3 separate regions of the Mus musculus genome follow, and regions 1 and 2 are each linked to region 3. A link is a contact called in public promoter capture Hi-C data. All regions are on one chromosome and are shown on one strand. Each heading gives the region's core, a stretch centred on a gene start, on an enhancer-like site or on the middle of the called end of the contact. The rest is flanking DNA. Distances are from core to core; before and after follow the strand shown. Region 1 holds the start of Rpain (RPA interacting protein). Region 2 holds the start of Usp43 (ubiquitin specific peptidase 43). Region 3 holds the start of Pfas (phosphoribosylformylglycinamidine synthase (FGAR amidotransferase)).

The links. Promoter capture Hi-C pulls out the DNA fragments that hold promoters and counts their contacts. Capture Hi-C pulls out chosen DNA fragments and counts their contacts.
Region 1: a promoter capture Hi-C map of liver shows a contact between it and region 3, with 2.4 times the contacts expected there. The contact joins the promoter of Rpain here to the promoter of Pfas in region 3. A contact is called at or near these places in 2 of 39 promoter capture datasets (erythroid cells and liver), 1 of 484 Hi-C or Micro-C datasets (B cells) and 1 of 9 other capture datasets (liver).
Region 2: a contact with region 3 is called in a promoter capture Hi-C map of cranial neural crest. The contact joins the promoter of Usp43 here to the promoter of Pfas in region 3. A contact is called at or near these places in 2 of 39 promoter capture datasets (cranial neural crest and frontonasal cranial neural crest).

Annotation. Positions count from the first base shown.
Region 1 is chr11:70,968,820-70,971,519 of GRCm38.p6, reverse strand. It overlaps Rpain (RPA interacting protein), which reads right to left and starts at 1,321. Exons shown (of 7, transcript NM_027186.3): 1 at 933-1,321. The coding sequence starts at 1,013. It overlaps Nup88 (nucleoporin 88), which reads left to right and starts at 1,547. Exons shown (of 17, transcript NM_172394.3): 1 at 1,547-1,871. The coding sequence starts at 1,569.
Region 2 is chr11:67,920,756-67,923,561 of GRCm38.p6, reverse strand. It overlaps Usp43 (ubiquitin specific peptidase 43), which reads left to right and starts at 1,409. Exons shown (of 15, transcript NM_173754.4): 1 at 1,409-2,017. The coding sequence starts at 1,514.
Region 3 is chr11:69,007,036-69,009,993 of GRCm38.p6, reverse strand. Pfas (phosphoribosylformylglycinamidine synthase (FGAR amidotransferase)) reads left to right here and starts at 1,534. Exons shown (of 28, transcript NM_001159519.1): 1 at 1,534-1,591.

The DNA of each region.
Region 1 (2,700 bases), core at 72-2,571, 2.0 Mb before region 3:
CTTCTAAATTCCTGGAATTGTACAAATGGCTATAGTAATGGTCTTCTTGTAAAATAGTACTTTACAACCCTGGTATGGGTTTTTAATTTTTTTTCCTGTGTCTATGTGTGTGCCTGTATGAGTTTATGTGCACCACACCAGTGCTGATGCACACCAGGGCCAGAAGATGGCAATAGACCACTTGGAACTGGAGTTACAGCCATCGGGTCTGCTACTGAAACATAAGGACTCTTGAGCCATCTCTCCACCCCCAACTCGGGACAGTTTTTGTTCCCAAGTGGTTGTCACAGCTCTGCTTGAAGAACTGCTACTGACTGGTGCCATTTAGTAGGTGGAGAGACCAAGGCTGCTGCATCTAAGTGTTCTACATTGTACAGAACCACCTCCCATAATAGAACGTTCTCCTTCGAAACGTCAGCACTCACTGTTGAGAAACACTACTCCACACAACATGTTCAGCATGAAGATTGTTTTTCTGGGTGGTTCTTCTGGAATACACCCACCCTTTTGAGACTGCTGAACAGGGAGATAAGCTGCTTCTTAGAAGGAACTACTTGAGTTCGGAAGAAGGCGGAGCTTAAGTTCAACTCTCCTAACCGTGTCTGATGTTCTTCAGGAGAGAAATAACTTCTATCTCACGTGACGTATACATACGGAGTGCTTCCCTCTGTAACCGAACGTTAGGTGGTGGTGTTGCTACTGCTGTCATGACTCTTAAAATATGAAACAAAGTCGAATCCTAGGATAGCATAACACCTACGCCGGCCAACAGCCCGGGCGGCGGCCGGGACCCAATCCTATAGCAAGAGATCCACCTCGCTGGCCAGGCACACCGGGCACCTGCTCCACAACCAGTGCTGAAGCGAGCACACCGAGGACAGAGGTCCTTGGGAAGATTAGGGAAGTGATGACAACCCAAACTTCACACTCACCTGCCTGAAAGTTTCTTTCCAGTGGGGCGAGCCCACCTGCTTGTACAACAAGCGGTGCGGAGACCCCGAGGACTCTGCCATCTCCTCCCTTAGCGGGAAACAGCGCCCAAATCACCGCCCCTTAGCCGCGCGCAAAGGATTCTGGAAGTTGTAGTCTCGGCGCAGTCTGTCTGTACTTCAGGCCGCCGGGCTTTCTTGGAATTGTATCTAGTTTCTATCCCCTCACAGTGACAGATTTAGGGGAATCCGAGGATAGATGAAGCAGTGACAGTTGAGAAGTAAACACCACCCGGGCTGAGGGAGGTGAATCTTGAGAGAAAGTTCTGGGTTTACCCAGAGGAAGTTGTCCAGTAGACAATCAGACACACATCTCTCATCCTTAACGCTACCCCCTCACTGGCCCAGCAGCAGCCCCAAAGCGATCCTTACACTCCACTCCGCCCCGCCCCGCCCCGCCCACCTTGGCTTCAACCCGCGGCCCTGTCTATCCTCTAGCGATTCTTTCTTATTGGGCCAACTTCTCGAGATTCCTACACTTTGATAGGCTGAAGCTGTGAAGTGCTGGCCGCGGATTGGCTACGCACAGCAGCGGGCTTCGTTTCCTCCCGCCCCTCAATCCTGAGCTGTTAGTTCAAGATGGCGGCTGCCGTGGGGCCCTTGGGCGATGGGGAGCTGTGGCAGAGCTGGCTTCCTAACCACGTCGTGTTCTTGCGGCTCCGCGAGGGCGTAAGAAACCAGAGTCCAGCCGAAGCGGAGAAGCCAGCGGCTTCGACTTCACCCTCGTGCCCGTCTCTGCCGCCGCATTTGCCGACGAGAAACCTGGTCTTCGGCCTCGGAGGGGAACTGTTTCTGTGGGACGCAGAAGGCAGCGCCTTCTTGGTGGTTCGCCTTCGAGGCCCCAGCGGTGGTGGCGTGGAGCCTCCTCTCTCCCAGTATCAGGTGCGCCGGTCCATCGTGAAAGCAATCAGCCTTTTGGTTCGTTGGCGGACCTGGGCTGGCGTCTTTTGGGAACGCCCCACTTCGAGTGGAATGACCCCGCTTTGTAGCTCAATCTGGTCTGGAATCACTATGTAGCCCAGGCTAGCCAGGAACTCCTGCCCCAGTCTCTGAGTGTTGAGATTACGGGTCTAAGTCATTTATAAACACCAAAACAGAGGCTAGGCCTGTGTGTGTGTCCAGCACCTGACATAAACCTAGAGCATGCACAAGCTCCGTAATATCTGTGATTTGCTTCGGTGGGGGTGGAGGGGTTTGTTGAGACAGGGTTAACAGCCCTGGTTGTTCTGGAACGCACTCTGTAGAGCAGGCTGACCTCATTAACAGAGATCTGGAGGATCCTGATCAGAGCTAGGATTAAGCCATGTGCTGCCACTGCCCAGTTCTACAACAGGCATTTAAAGACATGGGCCTACAGATTTAAAAGCAATTAGAAATATTATTATATTCAAAAGAAATCCTTATTTAAAAGGATTTTTGGCTTAGTATAATTCTCCATACTAAGGTAAATAATATATTGATGGTCTCATCATTATTTACGAATAATAAAAAGAAATTAGAAATCTAAAATGGTCATGAGAAAAGAAATAGGAAGTACCAGGGTGAGAGTATTTTTGAGGCTATATGATGCTATGACAAATTATTGAAACTCCCTTAAACTATCACTCTTTTATATTAAGTCCACGTAGATGAAGCAGTACTGCTTGCTGCAAGGCGCTTGAAGGTAATCTAGGGCCTTACCTGTGACCTTGGGTGACCTGGAGCTCAAACA
Region 2 (2,806 bases), core at 160-2,659, 1.1 Mb after region 3:
GATGGACTCCCTCCTTCTTACCAACAACCTCCTAGCAAAACAAAAGCAACAGCCGCTCCCGAAACTGTTACCAAATGAAAACTCCCTGCTGGGGATCTTGACATGATCTCAAAGGTGAAATACCGGAGATGATTTATCAGAGTCTGCTATGACCACGGCACCTTCAGTACATCCGGGTCATGAAATGAACCTTATAAATTTATCAACTAGGTGGATGTCTTTCCCAGGAAGGTAAATGGTGGCTTTTTACACTTCAAGTCTCCACATTACAGTTTCTTCTTTATCCTTAACTTATGCAACTTTTTGGCACCAGGTAACTGCTGCAATTCTATGTGAAGATCGAGGAGGGATACTTAATAAATGATGAGCACTTATTATTAAATAGCAAGTCACATTTTTGGGTTCTGATGTAAGTCTGACTCCAGAAAGCTGCTGATCTCTTTTTGAGCTACAAACTGATGAGAAATTCATTTTGCAAGACCTTGCCTGATTAATTATAAACCTGACAGTTAAGGCATAAAAGGAGCAGAGGCCTCCAGGGTTACCCAGGGAATTAAGGGCGGGGCGAGGCCAAACTAATTCTGATTGGGTAAGGATACAGCCAGGCTTTAGCGTGGAGGAGCGAAGCAGCAACCGAGTAGGGGGCGCGCCTGAGAACCGGAAAACTTCCTGCCAAGCAAATACTGGGGTTGTAAAGAGCCTGAACTCTGCAGTGCACCCAGGGAGGGTCGAATTCCGGTTCCTCTCTTTTCACAGCCTCAACCTCGCTGAGCTCCCTTCACCAATGAAAACCAGGACGTTCAAGTCTCCCAAGTTTAAGGAAAATGAATGTAACCTATTGTGTTATTTAAAAAAACAAAACAAAACAGCAAGAAAAAGAAAACAAACTCCCAACCCACTAGCATTCCCACTCCCAGTTCAGGTCCTGGGGTGACCGGTGTAGGCAAAGGCTGCAAAGGAGGTGGCGCCACCTGACCGCATGCACCTGAGCCTGGGCTCCCCACCTGCACAGCTGCCAGCGCGCGCCTCTCGGGACACCTGGGCACGAACAGGGGCACCGCTCGCCGGTCAATTTTCTTAGTCTTCATCTGGCTTCCACGACCAGAAACTTAGCCAGAGCCAGGGCTTTGCTTCGCTGGGCGCTTCAGAAGGTTCCATCCCCGGGTTAGCTACGCTGTTTAGGGATGGGCGGGGAAGGCGAGCCGAGGTGAAAGGCCTGTTCCAAGGCGGGAAGGAAGGGCGGGGAAGTCCACTAGGCGGGCTCAGAGGGAGTGCATTCCCAGCTCCAGCCGCGGGGGCGGGAGCCCGGCGGCGGGCGCTGCCCTAGGGCCGGATTCCCGCGTGGGGCGTGGCGTGGCGGCCCCGCCCCTGGCTCCGCCCTCGCCCGGTGTCCGCACACCTGGCTCTCAGGTAGCCGGCGCCCGGCGCCTCCGGGAGGCGGTGAGGACCGGGAAGCTGCCGGCCCGCCTGGGGTCTCGGGGGCTGCGCTCCCGGACCACCGTGCGTGGCCAGCATGGATCCGGGCGTGGGGAACGCACTGGGAGAGGGGCCGCCCGCGCCCCGGCCCCGCCGCCGCCGTTCCCTTCGCCGCCTGCTTAACCGCTTCCTGCTAGCTCTGGGCAGCCGCTCCCGCTCGGGGGACTCGCCGCCCCGGCCCCCGGCCCAGCCCAGTCCCTACGATGGCGATGGAGAAGGGGGCTTTGCCTGCGCCCCGGGCCCGGCACCAGCCTCTGCCGGGAGTCCAGGGCCAGATCGTCCTCCGGGATCCCAACCCCAGATATCTTCGGGTGACGGGGCGCGTCCGCCCGGCGCTCAGGGCTTGAAGAACCATGGCAACACCTGTTTCATGAACGCGGTGGTGCAGTGTCTCAGCAACACCGACCTGCTGGCCGAGTTCCTAGCGCTGGGGCGCTACCGGGCGGCGCCGGGCCGCGCCGAGGTCACCGAGCAGCTGGCGGCGCTGGTGCGCGCGCTCTGGACGCGCGAATACACGCCCCAACTTTCCGCAGAGTTCAAGGTAGGCAGCGCCAGCCGCCCGCAGACTCCTCCGACCCTTCTGGTTTCGGCTCTTGAAAAGCGTGTGAACCATCAGCCAAGCCTGGTTCTTGGGCGGGGAGTAGGGGGTAGGTCTTCGGTAGACACTACTTAACCAGCCCAGCCTTGGGTTACCGCCTTTGTTTCGAGGTGACATGTTACATTATCATTTGCAAATGCTTTCTTTAGAAATTAGTTTCTTCCTGGTATTTTGGGCTGGGGTGGAGAAAGCTGGCAGCCTTAAGTGTGTCCAGCAGTTTTGTGGTTAAAAGCAGTTGTTGGAGTGGGACTTGCCGGCCAGGGTGAGTTAGAGCTTAGGATCTAGAAGGATGCAGCATGGGAAGCAGGTCCTTGAAGGCCAAGCTTTGGGAAGGAGGAGATAGAAGCGTGAGGAACAGAAAGCCGAGAAGGAACGGATCTAGGAATAATCCAGGTAGAGTGATCAATAAGTAGAAAGGGCAGAGGCCTGAAAGTGAAGCGTTTTGAAGGCAGGTGAAGGTCTTCAGATCGTGTATGACCTTGGACGCAGTGGCTTTGGATTATTTAAGTCCAGTGGGTGCTGAGAACCCGTGGGTCAGGTATTCTCAAAAGTAGGGAGAGGGAGTCGTTAAGAGTGCTATAGTAGAATGGTATCCTTTAATTTAATTCATACTAAGTCCTGACAGTATGTGAGCAGGAAGTGGCATTTGTTATCTGTAAGATTACAGTCCCCTTGCTGGGAATGCTTCGGGGTCATGAGAAGGCGTTAAAGTACAAATGTGGAGTCCCAGTC
Region 3 (2,958 bases), core at 285-2,784:
ACTGACTACTATCCCGAAGGTCCTGAGTTCAAATCCCAGCAAGTACAAGGTGGCTCACAACCACGGGTAATGAGATCTGACACCCTCTTCTGGAGTGTGTGCAGACACCTACAGTGTACTAACATATAATAAATAAATAAGTAAATCTTTAAAATACATATATGTATATGCACACATACTCTCATATCCATATATGCCACATATAGTCTCATAGCCTTTCTATGTATATAGAGATGAAGTCTTTACTTTCAGAAGACAGAGCAATATAAATAAATTTACCAGCTTAATAAAGAAAGGAGCTGCTGGAGAGATGGCTCAGCTGTTAAGAGCACTGACTGCTCTTCCAGAGGTCCTGAGTTCAATTCCCAGCACTCACATGGTGGCTCACAATCGTCTGTTATGAGATTTGATGCTCTCTTCTGGTGTGTCTGAAGAGAACAACACTGTACTCACATAAAATAAATAAATCTTGAATAAATAAAAGGAACCTAAATTTCATTTCCAAAATCTATTTAAACATTGTCTCTTGTTTCTTGCTGTTGCAGGTCTTAGGCTGGCTGTATTGTATTGCATAGGGTCTTTTAAAAGGCTGTTTTGTGAAGGGGGCAGTGGTTGCCCAGGCCTGTAATCCCAGTCTTGAGTCTCGGTGAGTTGGAGGCCATCCTGGTCTACAGGGCTAGTTCTGGGGCAGCCAAAGCTACACAAAGAATTTTCTTTCTTTTGTTTGTTTTGTTTTAAAAAGGGTTTTGGGGTACTTTGCCTAGATTTTACATTAGTCTGAGAATCTCAGACTGTTACATTCTATTAAGGTCAAAGTAACAGAAGTTCTAAATTAAATGACCTTGGAAAACCAATTTATCTTGCATAAACAAAGAAGGCAGAAGGGAGAAAAATACAGAGAGCCAAAACAGTTTTACACGTTAACTTTTTAAATGTAATTTAGGCTAGTGTACTGGATGGTTTTGTGTGTCAACTTGACAACAAGTTAAGAGTCACCTCCAGCCGTAAGGCACTTTCAGTGATCAATAAAATAACATTTTCTCAAGTGATATTTCAAATTCGAGGCGTCTTCTCTTTTTTGAATTTTGTTTTGTCTTTTTTTTTTTTTTAAGATTTATTTATTGTTATATGTAAGTACACTGTAGCTGTCTTCAGACACACCAGAAGAGGGCATCAGATCTCATTGCGGATGGTTGTGAGCCACCATGTGGTTGCTTGAACTCAGGACCTTTGGAAGAGCAGTCAGTGCTCTTACCTGCTGAGCCCTCACCAGCCCCTGTTTTGTCTTTTTGACAGAGGGTTTCTCTGTACATCCTTGGCTGGCCTCGAACTTGCTATGTGGACCAGACTAGTCTAGAATTCAAAGATACTCCTGTCTGCTCTGGCCTCCCAGTGCTGGGATTACAGGCTTGGACTTCTAAAAGAGATTCAGGTTTGTCACTCAAACAGCCCCAACCCACCGCGGGGAGCCTTGGCACCGCCCACAGCCGGCCCGCGCGAATCGCTTCTCCGGCGGTGGCGCTCTCTGATGACGTACAACGAGCGCGCGCCAAGGACTCGTGGGTCTCTGGCGCAAACTGGCGGGCTTCAGGTGAGTACAACCTACGCGTCCTTCCCTGAGTTCGCTTCCTGATGCGGTTCCATTGCTCACACATTCAAACCGAATCCAGGCCGCGTCGTTTTCCCCATTAGGGCGGGTTGGGTCCATCTGGATCCACATGCCTTGGGTAGAGCATCTGTTGGAGCGCGTGTTCTGCAGGCACTCGGTGTAGGTGGACGACCAGACTGAAATAGCCTCATCTCATGGTCTCATTCATCCATCCCTGAAATAGCCTCATCTCATGGTCTCATTCATCCATCCATTCATTCATTCATTCATTCATCCAACCATTCATTCATCAGAAAAATGTGAAGACCACCTGCTTTGTATCAGGCACCATACTAGTCGTTGGGAATACAGTGCCGAAATAAAACCCGGTTCCGATATTTCTGAAACTTACATTTCGCTGGGAATGATAGACGAAATAACTGCAGAGGGCTGCAGATGTAGCTCAGGGTCCTGGGTTCGAGTCTTACAACCTCATAAATCAGGTGTTGTGAAGAACACGAGAAATTACAGCACTCGAGGTTTTGGGAGTAGAAGGACTAGAAATTACCCTCAGTTATATAGCTATTTAGAGGTCAGCCTGAGCTAAATGAGACCCTGGGTGTTTCTCTGTGTAACCCTGGATGTCCTGGCCAGCCTTTAACTCAGAGAGATTCACCTGCCTCTGCCTCCTGGGATTAAAGGCATGTGCCACCTTTGCTTTTTTTTTTTTTTTAAAGGAGGACTGTATGGAGGCAGGGAACTGAGGTGTGATGGGAATAAAGGGTCTGTTCATTTAACAACTCGTGTGGTTGGTTGGTTGATTTTGTTTTTTTGAAACGGTCTCATTTTACAGCCCTGATTGACTTGCAACTCTATGTAAATCCTGAAATCCTGAGATTCACCTTCCTTTGCTGGGATTCAGAGCCCGTACCACCATGCCTAGCAGAGGCAAGTGTTTATTCATTAAGCCACCTCACCAGTGTAGAAGTCATGGTCTTTTCACTGTCTGTGGCAAATAGGATGTGGTTGTGCAGTAGTGGAATCAGACCATTGAAGAATTCGGTGCAATTGGGTGTGGTGATGCATGCCCCTAGGTAGGCTCCACATTAGAAGGCAGTGGCAAGAAGACTGATTTCCAGACCAGCCTGGGCTATATGATAACCTGACCTTTTCCTCATAAAACAACAGCAACAGAGAAAACAATACGCTGATCAGTCCAAATGAATGATAGTGGTGCCGTGGACTCAGGAGGTGATAGACCTGAAAAGGCAAGAGATTTAATGTATGTGTGGAAGTAGAGTTGTTATATGGAGAGTGATTATATGGAGAGATTGAGGGAAAAGAGTAGTTAAGGTTGGCGTCAGTCTTAC